Linked DNA regions of Drosophila melanogaster: region 2 is linked to region 1. The links are chromatin contacts, called in public Hi-C maps. All regions are on one chromosome and are shown on one strand. The core of a region is the stretch at or near the end of the contact, and the rest is flanking DNA. Distances in the headings are between cores, read along the strand shown. Region 1 holds the start of smg (smaug). Region 2 holds the start of CG32032.

Region 1 (3,650 bases), core at 552-3,051:
TTAATCAGCGCCACATTCTGATTTTGAGCAGGCTCCGGACCCGGAGTATGCCATCCTAAAAGCTCGTGCCACTGAGTAAATACTCCCTTAGTGGTCACCGTGTTGGGTATTAGTTCCAACAGCGATGTGGTGGTTTCCTATAAGGATTACAAGTATAAGTTTTTCAATCAAGAAGCGTTTATGTAAAACTCACAGTCAGTAGTGGATAGGCCAACTCCTTGGACTCCCCTTGGCCATCGATATTGAACAAATTCACTATGTTTCCCAGAAAAGCCAGGGACTTGGTGCCCGGCATGCTAGTGCCGAACTCCTCGAACCACTGCACGTCCCCCGAAATGCTAAGCGCCTTCTTAAGCAGTCCCATCGATGAGAACTGTTCCAGGCACTGAGGTACACTCTGTTGCAGATGGTAGATTAAAGCGGGCACAGACAGAATCTCCGACAGAAACTTTGCCAGTAGATTACGACTGAAGTTGCCATCGATCAGGGGACGAAGGCAAAGTGTAATGATGGCCACCAGGGTGACGGGCTTTACAGACAACTCCTCGCGAACAGTGCCGCGTATCAAAACGAGCTGGATGATAATATGGAGAATAACATGAATAAGCTTATTAAAAGAATAAAAGTCACAACATACCCGCATGATTTTGTAAAAATCGTGCTGCACCAGATGACCTTGAATATTACAACAGATTTTTTGCATGGCCGGCTGCAGTTTCTCAAACTGGGCATTCCTGAGTATCGCCCAGGATTTGGGCGCCGTGAAGACTACCAGTGTGTGCAGAAATAGGGCAAGGGACAAGCTGTCGGCATGGTTTTCCGGCTTCAGCTCCGGCAGCAATGTCAGGCAGTTCGTGAGCAGTATCTTGATGTGCGCGATCCAGGGCAGGCTGCGTTCCTTAAAAAGACAGAGGGCGGCATAGGATAGCTTGGTGTTCTCCGACTCCATTGCCTTGATGATGTAACGGCAGATGCGCTCCAGACGCTCCCGTGCACGCACATCGCTCTTGTCCAGCCTGATCTGGGTGAGGTAGCGACGAAGCACCGGATAGACGTTGCTTGCCACGAGTTCCAGTTCCGCATCCTTATCGTCATGATTCTCAGTGAACATGGCATCGAAATCGAGTCTGCAAAACGGGTTACTATTTAGGATGTTCCATAAAAGTAGATAGACACTTACATGATTCGTTTCTGGTACTTCCTACGCGCCGCATATCCCTTGAGCGTGGACTGCAGCAGGATGGCCGCCTGTTCGCGTCGCTTTTCCAGTGCCCGCTCCTCCCGCGCCGCCTTTGTCTGCTCCAGGAAGCTGGCCTTTTGGTTTTGGGCAAACATTTTGCTCTGCAGCAGGTTGAAAGAATTTTGTTGATGATGTATTGTTGTTGACCAGAGCGTTTGTTTTTGTCGGGATTGTGGCCGTTCCGGGATGTATTTATCGTTTCAATCACTTCCTCGAGCTGAACGCTATCCCAGAGCCTTGATTCAGAGCCTCGCTGGATATTTTCTGCATTGCATATCGAGCAAAATGCAAAAAGAAAATATCCTTATTTTGTTCCAATTGGTGGTACAGTGTCACCGTCTCCGCTTACTGTCAAATAACCACAGAAATAGGCCAAAGCGCGGAGATCATTTTTGTTGGCAATTTTCTAGCTAAAACCGTGGTTTGAGTCCGCGCTGCATGAGCACGGCATCGAACCTAGGGCAGCTTTGCTGCTCAACTGAGCGTCCATCACCAAGGGAAAGTAACCGATAACCGCTTGCAAGAAAGATCGACTGTATCGAGTACACATCGATTTTTGTTCCAGCACTAGCAACGCTGCGTTCGCGTGAATAAATAATTAATTAATTGCTGAAAAAATGGATTAGCTGGCGAAACATGCATCCGACCAAGTGCAACAGCAACCGTGCGCAGTACTCAGTAATCGGGCGTTTGTGAGCGTAAGCGCCATGAATTGTGTGTCTAAAAAAAAGTAATGGTTTAGCAAAAACAACAACGCTAAAGCCCAAAAGTGCTAATAAAAAGTACACACATACGCACTCACACAAACGCGCGCGCGAGCAAAGGTGAAAATTATAAATTAATAAATACGCGATCCGATAGCATATCAAATTAGCGAAATATGCTCGTTTCTCGTGCTGATCGAATCAAAACTGTGAATTGCAACAGAAAATAATTTCAAGGTTTGCAGCAGGCGAATAGAAGGCGAAAAGGTAATTGAAAAATAGAACGAATTTTGGCACAAGCGCACTGTAGCTATATATTTTTGTTGTCTGGCCGACCGTGGCTAGGTGGGTGGGGCGTGATTTTGGGGGCCAATCTTGTGTGTTCTGTGTACTGTGCGCTGCTGCTCTGTGTGGTGAAAACAACAAAACCCGCTTACCCCGCAGGAGCCCCACCCCTCTCCCTTAAATGTAATGCATGTAATTTACCGCAATTTTGCCCGTGCATTGCTCAGTGTGTCACTCTCACTCGCACACATACCACTGCCGACGAGCGCAGCAAGGTCTCCGTCTGTGTGTGCGTGTAAGTGAGTGCTCTCCCCATTTTCTTGACAGCAGTAGCAGCATCAGCATCAGCATCAATCCTGTCAGAAAAAAAAGGCGCGCGCTCCTTTTCGCCCGTTTCGCTCTGCCTGCCGCTGCGCTGCTTCTGCAGCTCCACCATTTTCTTTCTAAATCGCTGACGCCAGCGCCAAATCATTCGCCATCAGCCGCTCCTCCTCCGCGGTGCTCCCCACTGCAGCTTCTCGTCTTCAGCTGAGCTTCGCTGTGCTAAACCAATTCTTCTGTTCTGTGTGGTTGGATCTGCAGTTTTGCAGATATAATCAAATTTATTCGCAACGTACATATGTAAATAAAAGCGTTCGGAATATGCCAAGCGCCTGTGATCGCGACTGCTGAAAGGGCAGCCAAAATACGATAATATATAAGAGCGTGTGAGTTTGCAGTATCCTTTACGTTTGCGTGTGTGTGCGTGCTTGCAATCTTTGAACTTTGAACTTTTGTTGAACTTCGGTAATTTTTTTATTTGCAAGCCGGTTAGAAAACAACAGCAATTGCAGTGACGCATAACCTCAAAGATCGACATGCACAAGTACCGTTAGATCGAGTCGCCCCAAACGACTCTTTTGCGCTCCCAGTCTCGCAGGGAAATGTGAAATTTCATATAAAACGTTACGTTAAATAGCAAAGAAGTTAACATCGGTAAATTCCATAGCAGTGAATGTGCTTTAAATGCAGTAATTGGGGCCCGTTATGTTTTACTGCTTGCTCACACACACTAACTTAAGTTGGGGTACCAATACACAGTCAGTTACACTGTCTCTGGCTTAGATTACAGTCAACACTCGATGTCGTAAACCAGGATAAAAAAATAAAATGCAGCAATTTCTCTTAAAACTACATTTTACATTAAAAAATAGATACTTTAATTTTCAAATTTTTTGACTCCCATGCGTTGATTTGTTCAATGTTTTGTGTGCTTACTGTGAAAACACGGCAACAAAAATCGAAGAAAGTCGTCAGAGTAAAAGCAATAATAACAACAACAGCAACGGCGGCAGAAGAAACAAGATTCGAAATGGGCACAAACGAAACTAAATGAAAAGCGCGAAACTGTGCAAAAAAAATACAACCTAACCAAACTTCTC
Region 2 (3,637 bases), core at 479-2,978, 95 kb before region 1:
GCTGGACTCATTAAATACGCCGGCTGTACTTCGACACTCTGACGATCCCCTCCAGCTCACTGGCCACGCCCCCAGGCCAAACGTACGACCAGCAAAAGGGCTAAAAGAGCGAAGAGGCTGCCACCCAATCGCCCACATCCATTGCAAACCTTGCGAATGGTCTCCGTGTAGAGTCCACGGCGGGAAAGCAGATTCCTGATGCTACGCAGCTCCTGGAAAATTGGAAAAAATGATTAATTAGGTTTAATATATACATATACGATTCCTACAATCCTCATTCTTATTTGTTACCAGCATATACGTAAAATTGTAAACAATGTAACCTCTTTTTACCTCTCAAATATAGATTTGCTCATCACTATCAGTATTTACTAAAAAAATTATTTGCATATTATTACTTGACGCAGCTTGTAAACAAATATTAAGCTTTGTTAAGAAACAAACAAATTTTACGAGAAATAAAAAGGTCTGATTTAAAGATAAATAAAAAGTGTTCTTTACACTTAATCAAACTACAATTACCCAAAGATTTAACTTTCTGGAAAAGAAATTGAAAGAAGACTACTTTACTCACATCTAAACTGAGACCAAGGCGATTGCGGGTGAGAACCACTGTGTATATGGAGCTCTTAACATCGTTGCCGCAGAAGGTCAGCACCAGGTGATCGTTGACCGCTTTCACCACCTGGACAGTGCCCGTGAACTGGGTGTACGTGTTCAGGGTGACCAAGGATCCCCGCTGATCGCCGATGTTGGACCACTGACCAGGTGCACTGGTGGTATAGTTGAAAGTATACTCCAGATTGTTATCACGCTCACTCCAAATCAAACGTAGGTACTTCTGCTGGCTTTGAATCGATCTCAACGGGTACTCATCGCTATCCGGATAGGAGGATTGAGTGGTGGTGGTGCGTCCATAGTTATTCTGGTTACGGTTGTAGTCCTGATTTCCATAGCCATAGCCGCGATTTGCTTGGCTCAAACGGATCTGTAATATTTCATATGATTAAAATCAGTATCTAAATGTTTTGAATTTCGATGGCAACTGACCTGATCCGTGGCATCGGTCAGATGAATGATGACACATGAGTCGTACTCGTAGGTGCCCGGAAAATCTTGGCTGTGCACGATAATCTCGCTGCCGTACCAGAGTCCCATCATCTATATATGCAGAGAGGTTGGGCATTATTACACACTCATGTAGGAGCGAATGGGGGTCATTTGTGCTATTTGCATGCCACTCGCTGTGCGTTCAATTAAATGCCCACAATGAAAAAAAAAAATAACTAAATAAACAGGGCTCAGATCTGTACAGCATTGACATTGGGCGCACTCAGGGCGCAAAGGGTTAATTAGAACAAATCGACCATAATTGCATTAGCTCTCCGCATTCAAATGAGCTTACATTTTCATCTTGGGTGTAGCTAATATTTCCTGTCACTCAAGGATATTATCTTATCATATCGTACCTGCTCCAAGTCCACCGAGTTCTGCGGATTGATGTTCATGCAGCGCAACTCCGCATTACTCCTTTCCGTGGTGGTAATCGGTGAACCACCATATATCCCAAACTGATCAACTACAGTTCCCGCAATTGAGCCCCAAAAAAGGCCAAAGATCGCAACGTATGTCAAGGATTTGATAGACATCTCGGAAAAGTGCTGCTGTTTCTACCGATAAGAGCCACTGAATGCGGTCTGTTCCAGATGAAATCTCCCAATCAACTAACAGAGAAACGTTTAGTCAGTCCGCTGATCGCACTCAGAGAGACTGAAATACCCCTAGGAACCGCCCAGCGCACTCTTTCGCTCAAAAAACAAAGCTGAATTTGAAAACAACCAGTCGGGGTCTCCACACAAAAAAAAAAAATTGTTTTAAATAAATATAAAGATTGCAAATAAAATGTGTGCTTATTTTAAGAAGAAATGAAGATACTTTTCTTTGTGTTGATTTGCAAAGTATAAAGCTTAATAAACCTACATTATATATCATAAATTCATATGTTCACTTGGAGTGCTAATCATAATTATTCGAAACCATTTCTGTAAAATCAGACAGTAAGCTTTCCCAACATTTTCCAGTGCATTGTGGCAAATTGTTGTATTAATTGAGTTAATTGTAGCGCTTCCAAGCCGATCATCCAATCGCGCGTGCAACGCCCGCACAATGCGAGCTGGGCGCGTAAAGAGCTTCGTTCCGCCCGCGCAGATTGACCCTTCTCCTAGCCACCGGTTGCTCCCCTTTGACCGCTCAGTCTGCCGTGGTGTCAATTGAGTGCGTGTTCCGCTGCTCCGGTTGGACCTAAATTGAACGTGGAAAAGTGGAACGAAGCAACCAGGAGGAGAACTCGGTGAGAACCGAGTGAATCCAGTGGAACTCTCGGCTGTGTGGGGGATGAGTCAAAATAACATTGCAGACTTGTGAATTAAATCATTGTCGTCGATGTTGTTTGTTGTGAGCACGATTGTTGTGTATACCCGGCTAAAAGTCGCATTGTTGTTGTGCGTTTTATTAGCATTGATTATGGATTTAATTCATTTTTTGTGTGTGAGCAAATAAATGACGAGTACAGGTTTGCAGTCGCTAATGGGTAGATGTAAGTTGAAGATTTTACAACTGTTCTGCTGATATTTTAAAAACCTTAAAATGAATTGCTCGTTCTAAAAAAGTCTGCTTTATTAGCAAGTTCACTACAAAATTCTTATAAATTAGTAGTCATGTAAGAAGGTGGATATTAAAGTGTAAAGTGAGTATATGCTCCCTTAAAAGCGTAGCAAGCTCTCATTGATTTTCTCGTAGATCCAATCGATATAGTGATTCACACGGACGTAGACACCCGGTCTGTTCTTGAAGCCGCAGTGCTGACCCCACGAAATAAGCCCGTACAGAGTCTCGCCATCTAAGAATATAAATTCATGAAAAATAGTACGTGTCTCAGAACACATGTAAGCTATGCATACCGTCATCGGAGCAGACAAGTGGACCGCCTGAGTCACCTTCACAGGCATCCACACTCTCGTCCATGGAGCCGGCGCAGAACATGCCTGAAATAAGGTGGAACATGTGGGTTATTTCCTGCACAAACTAGTTTTACGCTCTTAGTACATCTATTTAATGGGACTAATTTATCAAAATAAAGCCTAAGTGGTACACACCTTCCGACATGGCTGATCCATACACATTAGATTGCTTGCATACGTGATCGGCCAAAATGGGAAGCTCGGCGGAACCCAAAACTTGCGCAGGAGCTATAAAAAAAAGCAATAAAAATCATGTTTATTAGTGCCCAGAATCGTTATCTCATAAACTACTCACTGGACACTCCCGATTTAATAGAACCCCATCCGGAGATGGTGCACTTGCGGTCCTCGACGAGCTCAGCATTCTTATCTGGCAAACAAATGGGCTGCACATAGTCACTAAATTTCAGAGGAGTCTTCAACACCACCAGGGCAATATCGTTATTCATATGTGTTCCCTTGCGGAAGTTCTCGTGTAGATACCAGTTCTCAATGAACGAATCGACCTCGGAGGACTCGGCTATGTTTGCGTAGTGATCTCCGACGCGCACAAAGTAAGCTCCTTTGGGACTTCCATACAGACAGTGAGCGGCGGTGAGGAGATGGCGCTTGGATAT

The links. A called contact is a pair of places that touch in the nucleus more often than the background predicts.
Region 2: a contact with region 1 is called in a Hi-C map of the S2 cell line, with 1.8 times the contacts expected there. A contact is called at or near these places in 4 of 107 Hi-C or Micro-C datasets (the D17-c3 cell line, the S2 cell line and larval central nervous system).

The regions. Positions count from the first base shown.
Region 1 is chr3L:8,996,140-8,999,789 of dm6, reverse strand. It overlaps smg (smaug), which reads left to right and starts at 1,801. Exons shown (of 5, transcript NM_168309.3): 1 at 1,801-2,211. It overlaps CG5087, which reads right to left and starts at 1,606. Exons shown (of 7, transcript NM_140022.2): 1 at 1,181-1,606; 2 at 638-1,127; 3 at 194-574; 4 at 1-137. The coding sequence starts at 1,335.
Region 2 is chr3L:9,091,144-9,094,780 of dm6, reverse strand. CG32032 reads right to left here and starts at 1,728. Exons shown (of 4, transcript NM_168317.3): 1 at 1,470-1,728; 2 at 1,051-1,161; 3 at 575-988; 4 at 1-212. The coding sequence starts at 1,649. The coding sequence ends at 57. teq (Tequila) reads right to left here. Exons shown (of 9, transcript NM_168314.3): 6 at 3,316-3,637; 7 at 3,156-3,248; 8 at 2,961-3,044; 9 at 2,650-2,899. The coding sequence ends at 2,763.